Linked DNA regions of Gossypium hirsutum: region 1 is linked to region 2. A link is a contact called in public Hi-C data. All regions are on one chromosome and are shown on one strand. The core of a region is the stretch at or near the end of the contact, and the rest is flanking DNA. Distances in the headings are between cores, read along the strand shown. Region 1 holds the start of LOC107922007 (gamma carbonic anhydrase 1, mitochondrial). Region 2 holds the start of LOC107951476 (glucose-induced degradation protein 8 homolog).

Region 1 (5,005 bases), core at 1,137-3,636, 270 kb after region 2:
CAGATCCAACACTAATGCTGTTGACATCCCCTGTTCAAAGCAGGACAAGGATGATAATCAGGAAAATCTAGTAAAAATAATGTCAAAGAAATAACCCTAATATCTCTCCGAACAAATTCACAAGGGTCAAGAAAATTATAACTTCCTCTACACGGGGTGGTTAAAAGATAGTGGGGTAGGGTGTGATCTCAGAAACCTTCCTCTTCGAGAGATATAGTAGTGAAGAGTCAAATGTACTACCATTCAATAAAGACGTATTATTCAGGAATGATTCCCTAACCCAACTTTGTAGAAAGGCATTGCTATGTGGTATGTGGCTGCACAAATTCATTTTCAACTTTCTTATTAGAATAATAAGGAACTGCAGTCACACATGGTACATACACTAAATATACCAGGGATTTCATTTTGAGGGAAGAAAATAATTGTCCGAAATATCTTCTTAACCCAAAATTTTATCTCCTTGATAGGAGAAGAATGATAAATACTAGTAAAAATGAACCTGCTCTACAGGAGAATAAGTCTGCCATCTTATGCATTGTGGTTGTATTTAAGGTTTTAAGAAGCATGTGGAGTTGAGGACATGAACCAGGTGGGGAACAAGGTATATTATACAAGTTGCAAGCGCTCGCTTGTGTGAATGAATGATTATTTAGGATGGCTAAAATGTTAAATGAAATAGTAAGACGTACCAGGAAGACAATACCATACAAGATAAATAGAAAATAAAATTAAAAGAACTGATAATTTAAAGTTGAAACCAATAGTTAAATTTACAAACAACATTCCTGTAAATTAATTGTTAAAAGTTGAGACAAGTAATATCCTCACTAGGACTAGCTACATTTCTCTAGACCAATTGTGATAAACCCAGACATGTAGTAAATTTAAACTCATTCAGAATATGTGCAGAAATAATCAACTTAAGTCTACTATCTTTATTCACATAGTTTTCAAATTAAAGCACACTAAACATAAGCCAATAGTATTACCATTAATAATGTCTATTTGTTTCTCAAGTCACCATCTAAAAGTTAATTAGTATAACCCTAAAACTTCATATGCTAAGTTGGATATATAGTCCATCCTTAAATAATTTCTTTTTCTTTTTTTTTGGTCGAAACCAGGTTGTCCACTGCCAATAGCAGTGACTAATCCCCTCGCCGCGAGTGCTCTCCAAAGAGGTAAATGGCTGGCCGTGAAATGTGCTCCATTCCCCTGGGCAAGGACCAACCCCCCGACCTCATGATTAAGGGATGAGGCGAGCAACCACCACACAACACTTCTTTGGTGTGAGAAAGTTGCAAAGTTGGAAGTACATGCAGCTAATAGGGACGTAGGCATATGGTTTGCCTTTATTAGACTTATGTTGCTAATAGTTTTTGTTCTTAATCAATTGAAAAAAAAAAAAAGACTATTGCCGTCAAACAAAAACCAAATTGAGTATATAAGCAAGTATCTTACCCCTTAAAACACATCCATACCAAATAGAAGATCCTCTTCCCACCTGAACATCGCCAATGACAGATGCGCTAGGGGCTACGAATGCATCCTTGTCCACCAGAGGAGATTTATCAAATACGTTCATCAGAGTCCGATGCCTAGAAACTATGAATAAAAATAAAAAGAAAACATGAATGCATTCGGATAATGAAAAAGAAAAAAACTAAAGCGACAAAAGCAAAATCCTATCTTTGAACACACAAAAAAAAAAGGTAAAACGAAGCCGAATTACCTCAGAAATCAGAAAGGCAAATAACCAATTAACCAGTACAATTGGCTAAATTAGGAGGGGAAAAAACCCTAAGTTTATAATCATAACTGTGCTTGTAATTTTATACAGAGGCAGTCTAATTGTTTAATAATAACATCAAAGAAAATGTAAGCTAGAAAATGAGAAGACATAAAAAGTATATTTCATATTTGAAATTAGCTGAAAACCCCCAAAGACTGAATCCATATTTGAGATTGGAATCAGCTTAGGAATAGAAGTTGAAGATTGAAATGAAATAAAACTCACGTTGCTCCTGGAAAAAATAGTTGCCTTGTAGGCGGCAACCAAGGCGATCGAGAGCCTGACCGGTCTCCCGAATCCAGAATCCGACAGTGTATATTGCTTTTCCAAGGCTTCCCATCTTCAGCTTTGATCGGTGATTGCGCAGAGGGCGAGTGACTAGGAAACAAAGCTCGAAGTGCTGAGAAGGGAAATAATGCTCTCAGACCTCTCTTAGTTTAGTGGTAGACTGGTAGGGTTGAATCTTCTGGGCCTAACTCAACTTCTCTCAACTCAGTCTGAGTCTGTTGTATTGAGTTGAGTTGTCTTGGACTCTTCTTGAGTGATAGCCCAATAATAATATAGGTGTTTGGATTAAAGTTAGTAAATGATTAATCTCGGAACTTTGTTTAATTGATTTATGGGTAAATTACATCACAGGTCATCCAACTATGAGTCATTTTCTTTTTTGTCACCTAACTATGAATTTTTAAAATTGGTCACCTAGCTATGGATTTGTTTCTTTTTTGGTCACCCAACTAATCATTTTGTCTATTTTCATTAATTGCGCCGATGGAAAGGTCACGTGGTAGTTAAAAAATTGGTATAATATTAAATTTAACCTTTAATTTTACCTATTATATCGATTTATTCATAATTTTAAAAATTAACACTCAAAATTTATAAATGGTTTCAATTTGGTCGTATTTCTAAAAAATTTAAAAATTTATAAAAATACATAAATATTTTTTAAAATATAATAACTTATTTAAATTTATATTAAATAAAATAATTATATTAATATTAAATTTAAAAAAAAAAACCCTCCTCTCTTCCCCCCACCGTCCCTCCCCTGGCGTCCCTCTCCCTCTCCTTCTCTGTTGTTGTTGCTGCTGAAATTGCAACAAGTCTCGTAACTGTAAAACCAAGTGGTGAAAGGTACAAGTGCAACACCCGCTACCCCTACGCTCTGTCCCCCAAAGTAGAGCTTCTCCCCCAGCTCTCCTTCCAGGGTCTTCAAGCATTGCATTAACTCCTCCTTTGCTTCCTCTTGGTCTTCTTCTCCCATCCATATTCTCTTCCCAATGCCATATATCTATCGTATTTGCATATGCATGGAATTATTCAGCATTTATGTTCAAACCAGACGAAATATAAAAATGATTACTATACTATGCACTGGCAATGGAATAAAAAATATTAAACACTCATCTTTTTTATCAATATAATCGGAACAAAAGAAGGCTTCTGAACGTTGGTAAGGGTAGAAGGAAGCAAAGGTGATTTGTGATTCCAAAGTTGGACCATGTATTGGAGGATGGTGAGATGGGTTTCCCATTATGAATGAGAACAGAGATCTTTTTGTGGTTGGGTTCATTTCAAGGAGTAGAGGCTCAAGTTGTTTCATAACGGTAGGAGAGAGGGGTGGGGAAGGGGAGGGTTTTATTATTTACTATTAATATAATTGTTTTTATTTAATATTAGTATAAAATTTAAATTTATTATTATATTTTTAAAAATATTTATGTATTTTTATATATTTCTTTATTTTTTTAGAATTAGGATTAAATTGAAACATTTCTAAATTTTGAGGGTTAATTTTTAAAATTATGACTAAATCGATATAATATGTAAAAGTTGAGGTCTAAAATTATTATTATACCAATTTTTCAACTGCCACTTCATCCTCCCGTTAGTGCATTTAACAGAAATGGACCCAAAAAAAATATCAATCACGATTAGTTTGGTGACCAGTTTAAAAAAATCATAGTTAGGTGACAAAAAAAAAACAAATCTATAGTTGGATGACTAATTTAAAAAATTTATAGTTAGGTGATAAAAAAATGACCCATAATTGGGTGACCTGTGATGTACTTCACCCATAAATTAATTAAACAAAGTTCCAAGATAAATAAGTCAACGAATTTAGATTTTTTTTTTAAGTATTAATTGGGGTAAAAGAAATTTATAATTAAAGTGAAAAGGCAGTAGAAACTAAATAATGCATTAAAAAAAGTATCAAATTGTACTTGTTTATCACATTGCCAAGAATTCTACTTTTTTTTCTTGATAATGTTAACTAATTTGTTATTGTAATATTGAAATTAATTAAATTAATCTCCTAAATTTTAAAATTATATTTCATGTTTCCATATTAATCTTAATGAAATCAACTTGGTAACTTATATTTAATAATTGTCTACAAAGCTTAAATTACTTTTGATTATATAATCTCAAATATTTCATACTAAACTTAAAATAAAGTTATTACAATTAATTAAATTAATTGCTTGTTCTTCCTTTGTGTAAAGAATGTAAAATTTATTAGATTTAGATATTATGCAAACAAATCTCTAATATTGCATAAACATTGATTTTAAGGCCTTTAGAATAATCTATAAGTTTAAGAGATACTTGACGTGGAATTAGACTTCGCCATTAACCTTGACAAAGAAAAACATGAAGAACACCTGATAAATTGATTTCTCTCTCTTGGCCTATTCCCTTAATTATACAAACCCTAAGTGATGGTATAATAATCAACTTTTAATCCCATACGTCTATCAAGTAACCGAATGGATAGATAGAGTTCAACTTCTATTCAAAGTAAAACTCTTATCTTCTTTAAATTGGGCCACACTATTTTAGACTTAATTGGATCTACAAAATTAGGCTAAAATCTTACATTCTCCCAGTTGGCCCAATGAGGTAAAATATAAACCCTAATAGAATAAACATTGAGCGTGCATAAAAATAACACTCATTATAATTACCACATTATAGTAAATTGCAAATGTGAGTTATGACGGTTGTATATAGCTTAAGTCACATGCTTCCTTCTATATACTACAATATTACAACTCAATATAATAAGTCTTTAAGTAACTATAAAGCTTTTCTTGTTTTAAATGATTTCAAAAACTATGTGCACATAATCATTATAACAAGAAATATGTCCATTTTATTTCAAAGACATCATAATTGAGCTTAAAGTGTCAAAACATCATAAAA
Region 2 (5,462 bases), core at 1,637-4,136:
AAATTTATCAAGTGATGAAAACTTCACCTACTTTTTCTTTTTTCCATGTCCTCAAGATAATCAGAAGGCTGCTTCATCCCAGTACAAGCAATAAACGATTCCACGGTTTCTTTAAAGCAATTGTGCACAAGATATGACATGATGATGTTGTGGATGTCATTATCATTGACTGCCTGTAAAAGATAAATGGTGATGGATGCCCAAATGTAAGAGGATAAGGCTATAAGATGGACATAACTATAATGTAGATTAATCAGTAATGACATTCTGGTGCTTCATCATCAGAACAAGATGAAGAAAAGGAGTCCATAAGAATATGTACTATAATATAGATTGAAAAAATAAATAAATTACGAAACAAATTAGACAGTTCATCAAAAATGATTGAAGATGTGGAATGCTATTTTAAGTAGTGACACCATAAACTAAAGGCTAGCACATGACAGCATCACCATATACATTGACGGTATAATAATTGCAGTAGCAAATAGGTGAAACAATTCCATGTAGCACCCAAAATCACGCAACAAGGTTAACACTTAGATGCACACTAGACCAAACAACCCCAAACAATCTGCAACAAAGACCTACAATCATATACGCAAACTAACTTTCCAAATTATTAATCAAGACTTGAACTTGTGGAGGAAGACTAATTAATGGAAGGGTAGATCCATAGAATCAAGGTTTTACATGCTATCCAATTTTCTCGTCAATCATAACAGCATAATACCGAGAAGCATTACATATTGGTTCTATTGCAAAACCAAGCACGCATATATAATATAATTATAACCCACAATTAATTCAGAATCCATTAACACAAAATTGTTCTTGGAATTAGTTTAGACCCAAATAGAGTTAAAATTCAAACCCTAACGGACCTTCATAACTTGAAAAAAAAACATGTTGATGATAAATCCATACGAACCCAGTAAACCTAGAACAAAAGATAAAACAGCATAATTGAACAGTGTCCTAATTTCTTATAACCCAATAAAAAGAAAAGATACCCAAACAAAATGAAAGCGTAGAACTATATTAGCATTGGTGAAAAAACCCAAAATTGAGAAGTGAAAGAGAATGGGACAAAAGATTAAAAACTTACAATTTGTTCGTATAGACGAGGATCAACGTCCATGATGGGGGCAGATTATGGGAAGTGAAGCTTTGGGGATTTTGGAGTTTGTAAATAAAATAGAAAAAGGGGTGGATAGGCGTCTTGGGGGATATATCGGAGTGCGCAGAAAGAAGGCGATCGTCGCAGGCTCCATGTTTTAATAGTGTTATTACCTAAAAAGGAGACGGGTATTGTTTAGCATTTGAGTACACGTGCCTTTTCCACACTCCCACTCTTTACCATTGCTACACTTTCACTTTTATTATCGGTATGTTAAAATATTTACCAATTATAAAAATAACTTTATGTTAATGGGTGAATTAATATTATGCCTTATATTTTGAAAATGCGAGAATCCTAAATGGAATTTAATGGAATCTTTAGCTTCTATCCAAATCAGCTTCATTTTTAATTAAGAAGTTTAATATAAATCAATGTCAATTTTTTTTTCAAATTTGAATCAATTAATACAAATAGAAGACAAAAATACAAGAGTTCAAAGACTTTTAATAGCTTAACCTAAGAAAACAGCTCAAAATTACTTTACTTAATATCAATTATTATTTAGTCATTTATATAATAAAAAAAAGTATAAACAACATTAAAATTAATCATAGTAAAATTTAATATTTTTTTTCCTTTGGAAGGTCAAAGGTCAAGAAGAAGAGGTTATCCGGATTTGAACATTAACAAACACCTGATGTTAACAAAAAGTGATTAGAAAAAAAAATGATTATCCAAATTTAAACACTGCAAGTAATTTACCAAATCAAACCTCAACAAGGATGAAATTTTAGTGGATGACATTTGAGCTGATTGAATCTCTTTCTCGAATAAAAAACAATAGTATTCATAAATTGGTTTCAAATAGATACACTTTAGCTTTTCACAGTTCCTAGATGAGTATAAAAATTATCAAATCAAATTTTAAACTAGAGGTTGATGGAATTCTTCAAGTTAAGGATTGACATTTAATTTCCAACTGATGTGGAACAAAAACCTTTTACAGTGCTGAAATAATTTGGGAGCTGGGTTTTAGACAGTTCCCCCACAAAGAAACCCATGTTCTCGTTTCCTGTCTAGATGTGCCCACATTTCTAGTCAACTCCAATTCAATAAGCCATCAGCTCTTTTACTATATACTGAATTTTGGATCCATTTATCGGATAAGGTCCATTTGGTGAGACCAAATCATCATTTCTTCTTTTTAACCTGTTTGACAGTAATACTGAGAGCCTACTTAACTTCTTATGGCATTTATAAAGCATTGCCGGAACAGATGAATTGCAGTTTTTGCAGATAATTGCAAGTTGTCAAACCTGGAATCACCTTTATGCCATGTCAAGTTTTGGTTTCCTTGGAAAACCCTATGCAAGAAAACACCCACAAATCCATTTTTCTTTCTTCTATGCCCTACCACACAGTCCAGCCATTCTTCAAACCAACATAAATTTGCATCACTAGTTGAAAAACTTTATATAAGGTTTGAGTTTAAATATTTGGTTTGAACAAGTTTAGTTCCGCCCCATCCTAATGAATCCATAGGGTAAAGGAATGGCCAAACCTCAAATCATATATCTGCTAGTGTTTAACATCAGCATCGAGACAAGCACAGTTTAAAAGCAACTAACCAGTAATCCAACAGCTATGCTAACAAAGGCCATGTGATATGTTCAGCTCATAGCTTCATTTGTCCTGAAGATCCTGTGAAATTATCATACGACTTAGAAAGCAGATAACAAATTCAATGCTATCAGTACCTGAAAGATTCATGACCATTCCAAAAGACAGGTGTCTACGACAACCAAGCCCCCATCTTTATTCTTTAGCCTTCTTTATATGACCCTGCAACATCTAAAACAGACCAACAAACCCAGTTCTCTGTTATATTTTGAAGGGGAAAATAAACTGAAAATTGTGAAAAACAATCACCTCAGTGGTGCTTCTGGGCTAATTAATGGAGTTGGAGTCTTGGAGATAGGAATTCTCCATTGACCAGAAATGAATCAGCTTAGAACACGCTAACAATGCTGCGAACAAAAAATCAACAGCTTGAAAACTGAGATAGTTTCTACGGCCCTTTAACAACAATGCTCAATCCAGGAAAAAGAAATGATTGAATTACAAAGCCCTTTACAAAATTCTGCTCGAAAAACGAACTAATACCCCTATTCAAGGAAACTAAACCTCATCGGCCATCAATATAGTCTAAGTATCCAATAAGTAGCAGTAACATAAAGAATAAACCATATCCCAAAAACTATCTTCTGTGCAAATTAACCATGTTAGTATAAACAATTCATTCAAGATTCTAACAACGACTAGTGAGAAACAAGCAAAATTTCATATAAAAATGATGCCTTCGTGTACAAAAAATTACACACAACAACATATTCGCCAAAATTTAAACAAAGTTTGCTTTAAAATTTACTCAATTCTCTCGTCATGAAGAGGGAAACACGTCTTTCACAGCCGATGCTGCAGACAAGTAATTGAGAGTGTTCCTCAAAGTTCCCTTCTCTCTTCTCAACCTGGCCGCCGTATCTTCTAACTCCAGCAAAGCTTGTTGCTCTTTCGGCGCCCCTTCGAATGTACTCCCTACAAAGAATGAAAACGGAGTCGGAAATAGATTCCTCCTCAAATCCTGCGCTTCCTTTACCGGTTTTCCATTGAGGCGATTCGATAACCGAATCACGTCTTTCATGCAACTCTCCACTTCATCGGCTATTCCTTCCAAATCCTCGTCGCTGGAGGGGCGGTCTTCGAGCCAGTTGACTTCCGCGACAAGATATGGTTTCTTACGTACGATGTTGGTGACGCGGAACCGTTCTTGGCCTTTACAAATGAGAAAGAAGCGGTCGTCGACGAGGCGTTCGTGCTTGAAAATATCTCCGACGCAGCCGACGTCGGAGGTGCCACCGACGGGATCAGAGTAAATAACGCCAAAGCGGAGGTCGGTGTGGAGGAGCGTGTGCATCATAATGCGGTAACGGAACTCGAAGATCTGGAGGGGGAGAACAGCGCCGGGGAAGAGAACTAAGGGGAGAGGAAATAGAGGGAGCCGTACGGATTCATCTGATTGGGGAGGATACGGGTGGCGTTTCTCCGGGAAAGAGGAAGCGAAGCATCGGAGGGAGCTGAGCCTATGGAACCTGCGGGATTGGAAGAGCGAAGAAGAGTTGAAAATGGCTTGAAATTAGGGTTTAAAAGATAAGGACTGACAGCGTTGGGGCTTATCGAAGGTTGGTGAGTGAGCGAAGAAGAAGAAGAAGAAGAAGAATGGGATGGGATTAGCTGAGGGAGGGCCATTCACCAAAGATCAGAAGCTGTTCGAAGTATTGCGTACGTGAAGATAAATAAATAACAATATTCTGAACATGAGTACTTTACTCGCTAGTTAGAATTTTGAGAACAGATAAAAATGATTTTTTAATGATAAAATTAATTTAATTTAAATACAAAGTATATTATACGTTAAAATGGGCCGAATTTGAAAAAAAAACCGAGTGGATTCTAAAAATATTTAGAGCATGTTTGGTTGGGTGTAGCCAATACACCCCTAATCGGTGGCCCACCTAATCCCCTTTATTCCTATATTTGGTTCATGATATTGTTAATACCATTGTAATACATTACAATCCTAATCGGTAAAATCCACCGATTTGTAATCCGTTCCTTTTGCCCAGATTAGGAGCCGCTTAAGTTTACCCTCCCTGTTTTACCCTCCCATCCGCTTCCCCTTTGTTTCTCTTCTGTCCCTTCTAGCCTCTGCCGATTTGATCCCTCTGTTTCTCATAGTTCTCCACACGCCCACATCTCTACAAAAATAACAGCCTTCAAAGTCGGCAGGATTTTACGGCATTATTTGAGCCCTGTTCTTCTCCTTCTTCCTAGACGTGGGGTTTCCATTTCCCAATTCTTCTCGTCCCTTTCTTAAAGTCGGCATCTTCCTTTGCTTTCTCCAGTTTTCTCCTACCCAGCACCTTCTTCAAGGTTCCAAGTTTTTTTTGTTTCTCCTTTAATTTCTGTTGTATTGAATTCCATGGATGTTATTTTAATTTGGATTTAATTATGCCTATTGAGGTTGTTTTTGCTGTTGAGAATCATAAAAAATAATTGGGTCATTTTTATTTCAGTTTCTTTTGTGTTCTTTTAGCCTCTATAGGGTTGTTAATTATTAATCCCTACATGTTCATTTGTTTTTCAGTTTCTTTTGATGGGGTTTCATTGTTTTAAACGTTGAAATTTTATCTAATAATGCAATCTTTCGTATATTTTTCAGGGTTTGTTCTTTGAATAGCCTTTGTTGTAGCTATTTGCAAAATGCTGGCTGCTAGTGTTA

What was found. A called contact is a pair of places that touch in the nucleus more often than the background predicts.
Region 1: a Hi-C map of leaf shows a contact between it and region 2, with 2.4 times the contacts expected there. The contact joins the promoter of LOC107922007 here to the promoter of LOC107951476 in region 2. A contact is called at or near these places in 4 of 34 Hi-C or Micro-C datasets (hypocotyl and leaf).

Annotation. Positions count from the first base shown.
Region 1 is chrD01:18,991,183-18,996,187 of Gossypium_hirsutum_v2.1, forward strand. LOC107922007 (gamma carbonic anhydrase 1, mitochondrial) reads right to left here and starts at 2,387. Exons shown (of 5, transcript XM_016851827.2): 1 at 2,021-2,387; 2 at 1,465-1,608; 3 at 1-30. The coding sequence starts at 2,135.
Region 2 is chrD01:18,723,027-18,728,488 of Gossypium_hirsutum_v2.1, forward strand. LOC107951476 (glucose-induced degradation protein 8 homolog) reads right to left here and starts at 2,887. Exons shown (of 8, transcript XM_016886541.2): 1 at 2,752-2,887; 2 at 1,109-1,293; 3 at 32-173. The coding sequence starts at 1,141. It overlaps LOC107952284 (lon protease 2), which reads right to left and starts at 4,316. Exons shown (of 3, transcript XM_016887549.2): 1 at 3,552-4,316; 2 at 3,053-3,150; 3 at 2,437-2,974. The coding sequence starts at 4,316. The coding sequence ends at 3,564. It overlaps LOC107951475 (a long non-coding RNA gene), which reads left to right and starts at 4,739. Exons shown (of 7, transcript XR_001698448.2): 1 at 4,739-5,113; 2 at 5,403-5,462.